2 separate regions of the Zea mays genome follow, and region 2 is linked to region 1. Evidence: chromatin contacts called from public Hi-C data. All regions are on one chromosome and are shown on one strand. The core of a region is the stretch at or near the end of the contact, and the rest is flanking DNA. Distances in the headings are between cores, read along the strand shown.

What was found. Hi-C and Micro-C count contacts between places; a contact is called where the count stands out from the background.
Region 2: a Hi-C map of leaf shows a contact between it and region 1, with 7 times the contacts expected there. The contact joins the promoter of LOC100384176 here to the enhancer-like site in region 1. A contact is called at or near these places in 6 of 25 Hi-C or Micro-C datasets (bundle sheath, ear, leaf and 1 more).

Annotation. Positions count from the first base shown.
Region 1 is chr7:62,995,880-62,999,347 of Zm-B73-REFERENCE-NAM-5.0, forward strand. No RefSeq gene overlaps it. Among protein-coding and RNA genes, the nearest start is that of LOC100277016, 220 kb to the right of the region's middle. Within about 2 kb of position 1,667, at least 15 of the 20 cell types and tissues checked have an H3K27ac peak or open chromatin away from gene starts, as enhancers often do. A contact at or near this core is called in bundle sheath, ear, leaf and 1 more, where this site is marked.
Region 2 is chr7:63,333,955-63,337,422 of Zm-B73-REFERENCE-NAM-5.0, forward strand. LOC100384176 (homolog of histone chaperone HIRA) reads right to left here and starts at 1,517. Exons shown (of 10, transcript NM_001362248.1): 1 at 1,108-1,517. The coding sequence starts at 1,215.

The sequences.
Region 1 (3,468 bases), core at 417-2,916:
CCACGTGTCCCAACTGAAGAAGTGCCTCAGGGTACCTGAGGAGCAGCTACCTATGGAGGATCTTAGTGTTCAAGATGATCTGACTTATACGGAGTACCCTATCAAGATCCTTTATACTTTGACTCGTGTCACGAGGAATAAAGTGATTAAAATGTGCAAAGTGCAGTGGAGTCGCCATGGTGAAGATGAGGCTACTTGAGAAAGAGAAGAAGAGTTGTGAGTAGATTTTCCCCACCTCTTCCCTAGCTCTTTCTAATCTTGAGGACGAGATTCTTTTTAAGGGGGTAGGACTTGTAAGACCCAAAATGTAAATAATTTGAAAAGAGTATATCTCATTATATGTGTTGCCATCTACTCTCACTCTTCATCAATCCCTACGGATCAATCTAGCAATCATGGATTCCATATTCTGTTTACTGAATCACATGAAATTCTAGGGAACTCCACATACGTATTTCATATATGTATTTCATACATATGAATAGAGACGATTTCGACGAAAGTTCGAATTTAGCAGGGGTTTAAAGTGAACAATTACTAATAATACCTAAAATAATCTATGCCTCATATTGGATTTTTGTGTTGTGCATTTAATACTAGTCATGTTACTAGGAACATGTGATCAAATTAGGGTTTAACAAAAAAGTGTTCAACTTAGAGAATTGGAAAATAACATAAAAAGAAGAGGAGACAATCCTACATAATATAAAATAAAAATAAGAATAAAAATCTTTCACACTGGTATTTTCAAACTGTACATTTAACTGAGGACAAATTCACCACAAATTTGAAATTTAAATTGAGATTCAAAAATAAGAAGAAAATAAAATAGAGAAAAATAAGAAAAGAAAAAGAAAGGGAATAACCTCCGCTTGGGCCGGGGTACCACTTTTGGCCCACTATCCCAGTACCTCGCTCGTGGCCCAGCAGTGTTTCGACCGCGGCCCAACATCCCCCGCAAGCTCCAACTGACGCACGGGTCCAGTCGTCAGACGCTGTAACACTGGGCATGGAGCTTCTTCTCTAACCGTGGGATCCGCTGGTCGAGGGCGTCATCCTCGCGAGTTTGGCGGACTACGCCAACAGCAATCCGTTGAATGCCAGCTGGGATCCCCGTAGAATTCAGTGGGGTTGTTGCCCCCAATCTGGGGTATAAAACCCGCGGCCATGCGCCTCGTTCTCTGGCCACAACCCACACCCAGTGCCGACCTCCACCATAGCCGTGAATCTCCCCGCCGAGAACCATAGAATCTTTCCCCGTGGGCAGAAGTCCGGTTGAAAAGTGTTGTGCCCTAGGGCGCTGGCGAGGGCGCATCATCGGGGCACACCGTGCGGATTTGGGTCGGTTATTGGCACTGGCGCTAGGAACTGCAGAGTTAATTCCTCACCGGAGTTGACTTCCCCGCCTAGGACCACTGTTGGCAGTGGGTGGCACTCATCGTCCAATCTCATCGCCGGTAAGTGATCTCTCCGGCGACATGTTATTGTCCGCTAGGCCGTGGGGTCTTGTAGGTGAATTTTGGAGCACTAGGTTCCGGGGTCGTGGGCACTATGGCGAGCTCGCCGGAGGTTGGGGGAGCGACGCCGCTGTTCTACTGTGCAGGGAAGGGAATGGCACAGGTGTTGTTGATCTCAGGACGAACGACCCAGATCAGAAAGAGTTGTGAAAAGTTTAGGACCGTGGGATTGATGTTGGGCGAGTGAGATCATAGGTAGCGTACCGCTTCGATCCAAGAAATGTGTGCCCTAGATCTCAGATCCAGTGGTCAGTTTCACACGTCGGTTTATAATGTAGGCGTCAGATCTAGGCCGTCTGTTTAGATCTGACAATTCTGATCGAGCGATATCCCTTCGCGAACACATTATCATAAGAACCCCTGGAAATTAGAGAATTAACCCGCGGTTCATCGCTGTTTCAAACTGAGTCTGGGGGATTTTTATGGGTTAGCCCTGGAACTCTTGGGTAATTGGCGCGAAGTCGAGAGAACAGAGAAATTAGATAAGTAATTATAGAAATTGATTTTTAATACAAAAATAATTCCAGAAACTTGTATAATTCATATTAAATTCATTTTAACTCCAAATTGATCCATTCTAGTGGCATTAATTTTGTTTTAATACTGTTTATCACCTAGTAACTCTGTTTAGCCATGAAACTTGAATGACAATTATTCACTTGAATTATTCTATACTATAGGCACATAATAACTTTGAAAATTCATAACTAGTTAACTGTAACTCCAAATTTAGTAATTCTTGTTCCTACGATCTCGTTACGACGCGTAGAATATTATCATGCATTTTGTTTTGATATTTGGTGTGATGTTAATTTCTGCTATACCATGTTTGTTTGTATTGTTGCGAGTAGAAAAGCCAGCCATAGAGGATTCAGGTGTTCAGAAGGTGGAGACTGCTGAGCAGGAGCTCGTTGAAGGCAAGTTGTGCCCTTGGTCACTTCTTTTTACCCAATCATGTTCTTATTAATCATAATGATCTGCATAGGTTAATTTTGATGGGACCCAATAGGTTACCCTAGTTTGGTTATCTTTATACCTTGTTTACCACTGAATTTTTGGGTAGTACCTGCTATTGCTTTATGTGGTTTTGGGTATGGAGATACACATTGTTCATGATCATACTTTTGTTATAAGTTTGTTATTTATTGTTCATGATAAGATCATTATGTTAATTGGAACATGGAGCGACCACCTGGGAAAACAGTACTACCACAAGGGTGGTATGGGACACCCTTGGCTGACTAATTAGGAAAGCTAGTGGAGGACTACCTTACCCGAAAGGGGCAAGGGCAGTGGTCAGTGTAGGGAGGCCCTTGGGTTGATTTTGCTGCGATGGTGGTCAGGCGAGGGGTCCCTGCATTGGAGCTTCCTAGAAATTGTAGCGGGTTTTTTGAAGCTAGTGGAACTTTGTAAAGGTCTCGTAGTGTTACCCTACCTCGCTTCCTTGGTAGAGGTGTATGGGAGTCGTGATCCCTCGGCAGATGGGTAATATGACTTGTGGGTAAAGATGTGCAACCTCTGCAGAGTGTAAAACTGGTATATCAGTCGTGCTCACGGTCATGAGCGGCTTAGACCCTCACATGATTAATGTATGGAATTAAATTCAATTTGTCATTTGCATCGCATTGGGATTTATTATTACTTTGATCTATTATTACTCTGGTTTGGTATTTACTTACCTTTAGTATCTGCTAATAAAATTTGACCAACTTATAAAAGCAATGCTCAGCTTTAACCCTTTATTTGTTGATCAGTCTTACACTTCACATGAACTCCCACCTTTGGTGAGTTCATGCACATTATCCCTCACAACATGTTGACCTATGATCTTTTGTGAGCTCACTCTTGCGATATATAAACCCCCCACAGGTGAAGAGCAGGTGGTCCAAGAGGAGCCACACTACAATGAAGAATACGAGTTGATCTAGGTGGTGTCTCACAGTCAGCTTTG
Region 2 (3,468 bases), core at 267-2,766, 340 kb after region 1:
CAGAAAATAAAAGGGCCTTAAAGGAGATCAATTATGAATGAAAAAAGGGTAAACCAGTGTCGAGGCTCCCACATGAGTGGGGTTTGGGAAGGAATAACCCGAGGCAAGTCTCCCCCACACATGCGGAGAAGCTGCTTCGAAGCCACGGCCTGACTTAGTGAGACGGCTCTCACCACTGCACTAGGCCTACCCTTTAGATCACATATGAATGATGAAAGGAAAATATGAAACACTGGTCACACCTCAGTGTAACATAACGAGTTACAAACAAATATGCGTTAACATGACAAGAAATCACAACCAACTAAATCTTTAAATTTTTTATTATAACCCAACAATGAAATTACCAATATTCTGATTAAGAATCATATCAATGCAAAACCTTATGTTTGACGAACACTCAATAAGCTATTTAATTATAATGCAACATGCTAGCTAATATGGACTAAAAACAACAAAGTGAAACCTATGAGATTAAAATTTGGGAGGATGAGTAGTGACCGCACAATATTTCCCGGTTGAAAATCTAGTCACTAATTGCATCGGATATACTCACTAATTACAAGGTTATGTACGAGCAGAGAATTGTTAGAACTAAACAAAATATGCCTGGATGGAGTACCCCCCCCCCCCCCCCCCTCCCACACACACACCCAATAGGTAGCCAGTACACCCAAAATAATACCTTAACCGAACAAGCTGGACCCAAGAATGCAAACAAATGCTCATAAACTACTAGCAGTGGTGAACTCAAGAGAGTTCTAGAGCTTAGGCAAATCTACTATGATGAATGTTTGCTATAAAAAAATCTGTTTCAATATTGCGTGTTTGCTGAGGAGCCCAGCCAGCTGGGGTCACCTGGCACCAAGTCCACCCCTGCCTACTTGCAATCCTTAACCTCCAAATACTTTCAACTCGGGATATCACTGAAGCACAATTAGCACGCAAATATTAACCTATTATAGTACTGAGAAAGAGGACAAGGCAAGCCAGCAGGAAAAAATATCAATGGAGAAGATAAAAGAGAAAGGGAAAAATACAGCGCTGAGCTCGGAGCCTCGGACTAAACTAGAAGCAAGTAAAGGAAAAACAAACAACACATAATACCTTCTGGTCGCCGCCGCCAGTGGCGAAGCGGAGGCCGCCGGGCTGGATGTCGATGGAGAAGATCTGTAGGCCCTCGTGACGAATCCAGTTTGGCTTCTCCGCAATCATCTCTTCAAGACTTAGATTTCAACGTGATCATCTCTTGACATCCTAGCTAATTATTAAATTACACTGCCCGTCGATCACACTCCCAAACCCACGAGGCCATATGCCCCAAACCCTAGAATTTGGTAGTGAAACTCATATCTGGGTTGCGACTGATGATGGCAATCGAGAGACAAATCGAATAGGATGAGATGTACAGAAGCTTGGAGGAGTAGGGATCCGGAGGTTACTGGGAGGCGGCGGGCGGATTCGATCGGTGGGCAGCGGCGGCGCGAAGAACACGGCGATGGGGACGAACGTGTTCGTCTTGTTCGTGTGAGAATGGGGAAAAACAAAAAAGAACGAAAAACGAAAACGAATTCGAATGAAAATTGAACTGAATTGGAAAGTGTGCACTTGTGAAGGAAAGGCAGAGATGTGTCGACAATTTAATTTACTTTTTTGTCCTTTTTTCTCTCTTATAAATCGTATACCTTTACAATGAAGCTGCATGCTTTACGATTAGTACTTTTGAGAAGGAACATTGGATGGCAGTAACAAACAACAATACATGTATACATTGTAACAGAGCACGTGTACTGTTTGTTGGTTTCTGTATTTTTTTATACCCATACCACAGCAACTGGCACCGTCAGATAGATTGTTCACACGAAAGAAATTGAAAGGTAGCTGACACAGAAATTCGGTGCTAGCAAAAGCAATATCAAAAGATTATCAGGCATATACTGTATATACGTGTTAAAAATAAATACGGCGCAATGCATGGATACGGAAAGGAAAACAAACGATAAGACAAAATAAAATCTCTTACGCCCCGTTTGAATCATTGGAATTGAATTTCATTCAAATAATAGTAATTTAGGCATATATCAATTAAGCTCATTCGATTTTATGTAAAATATATTTGTATACTATTATTAACAAGATGTCGGAGATATTTATGTGCTACATTTTTACTATAGAGGAGTGAGACGAAGAGTGTCATGTAAGTTACAGGGTAGAAACAAATTCTACTAATGCATAAAATCATTTCTAACCCTCCACCACATGAATTTGAGATAGGCTTATATCTGAACTTTGGAAAGTGGTGGAATGTCAAAATTCAAACTAAATAAGTTATTTTATTGAGTGAATTCCAATTCCTCTAAAATGAAGGTATCCAAACGCACCGTTAGATTGAATTAGGCAGCTAGCAACTGCAGCTAATTTCTTCATTGATGGTGGCAGCCAAAACAGAAATGCAATCTGAAAGCGGAGAAGGTTGTACTGGACCTTGTTCCATGTTGGGCCTCTTTCAATTTCAACATCTGATCGTGATGCTATGCTGGAGCGGTCCAAGCACGCAGTCCAACCCAATAATGATTCGATACATAGGAAGCTTCAAAGGCTAAGTCATAATATTATATTTGGTTCGTTGCCTAACTTAACATATTTTACCTAACTTTTTGTCTAAGGTTAGTTTTTAAATTCGGACGACTAACTTTAGACAAAGTATGTTACAATTAGCCGCGAATCAAACAGACCATAAACGCTTCAAAGTTAAAGAGAAATGATTCGATACACACGAAGCTTCAAAAGCTAAGCGCTCCAAAGTCAATGAGAGCATGTGAACGACCGTGTAACACCCTAAAAATCCTAATTTTGGGACCTAGTAAAATTCTTTAGAAATTTATACTTTAAAGTGTCTTTTAATAAAATTATGAAATGAAACTTGTTTACTAAAGTTAAATAAATAGTAAATATTCAGTTTTGAATATGCACTTAAACTATTTTCTTAAATAATATATATGGTGGAATTCCTGATCATTTAATTCCCTATTTATGCATATTATTTGTTTAAGAAGAGTAGTGATTATGAATAATTTTTTAATAATAATAACATAATAATGATAACAAAAATATACTTTGCATCATGCTGGATTTATGCTTTTGCATTTAATATGAACTTTGGACTTCAAACCGAGATTTAGATTTGAAGTGAAAACCTGAAAATCTTGAAATAGAAATAAGAAATAGAAAATAGAAAATAAAAAGGGAAAAGGGTAACCTGCTACCTGAGCCAATTTCCACGAGTCGGTCCGCTCTCCCGCTCTCCTTTTCTTTTCTTCACCGGGTACACATCCCTAACTACAAGTCGCTGACACGTCGGCCGCTCGGGTCAGTGATCAATGTGCCACGCTCAGGTTCCTACGACCGCAGACAAGTGGACCCCTCAGAACAGGAGCTTCTCCTCCCTTCGGATCGAAACAAACTCGC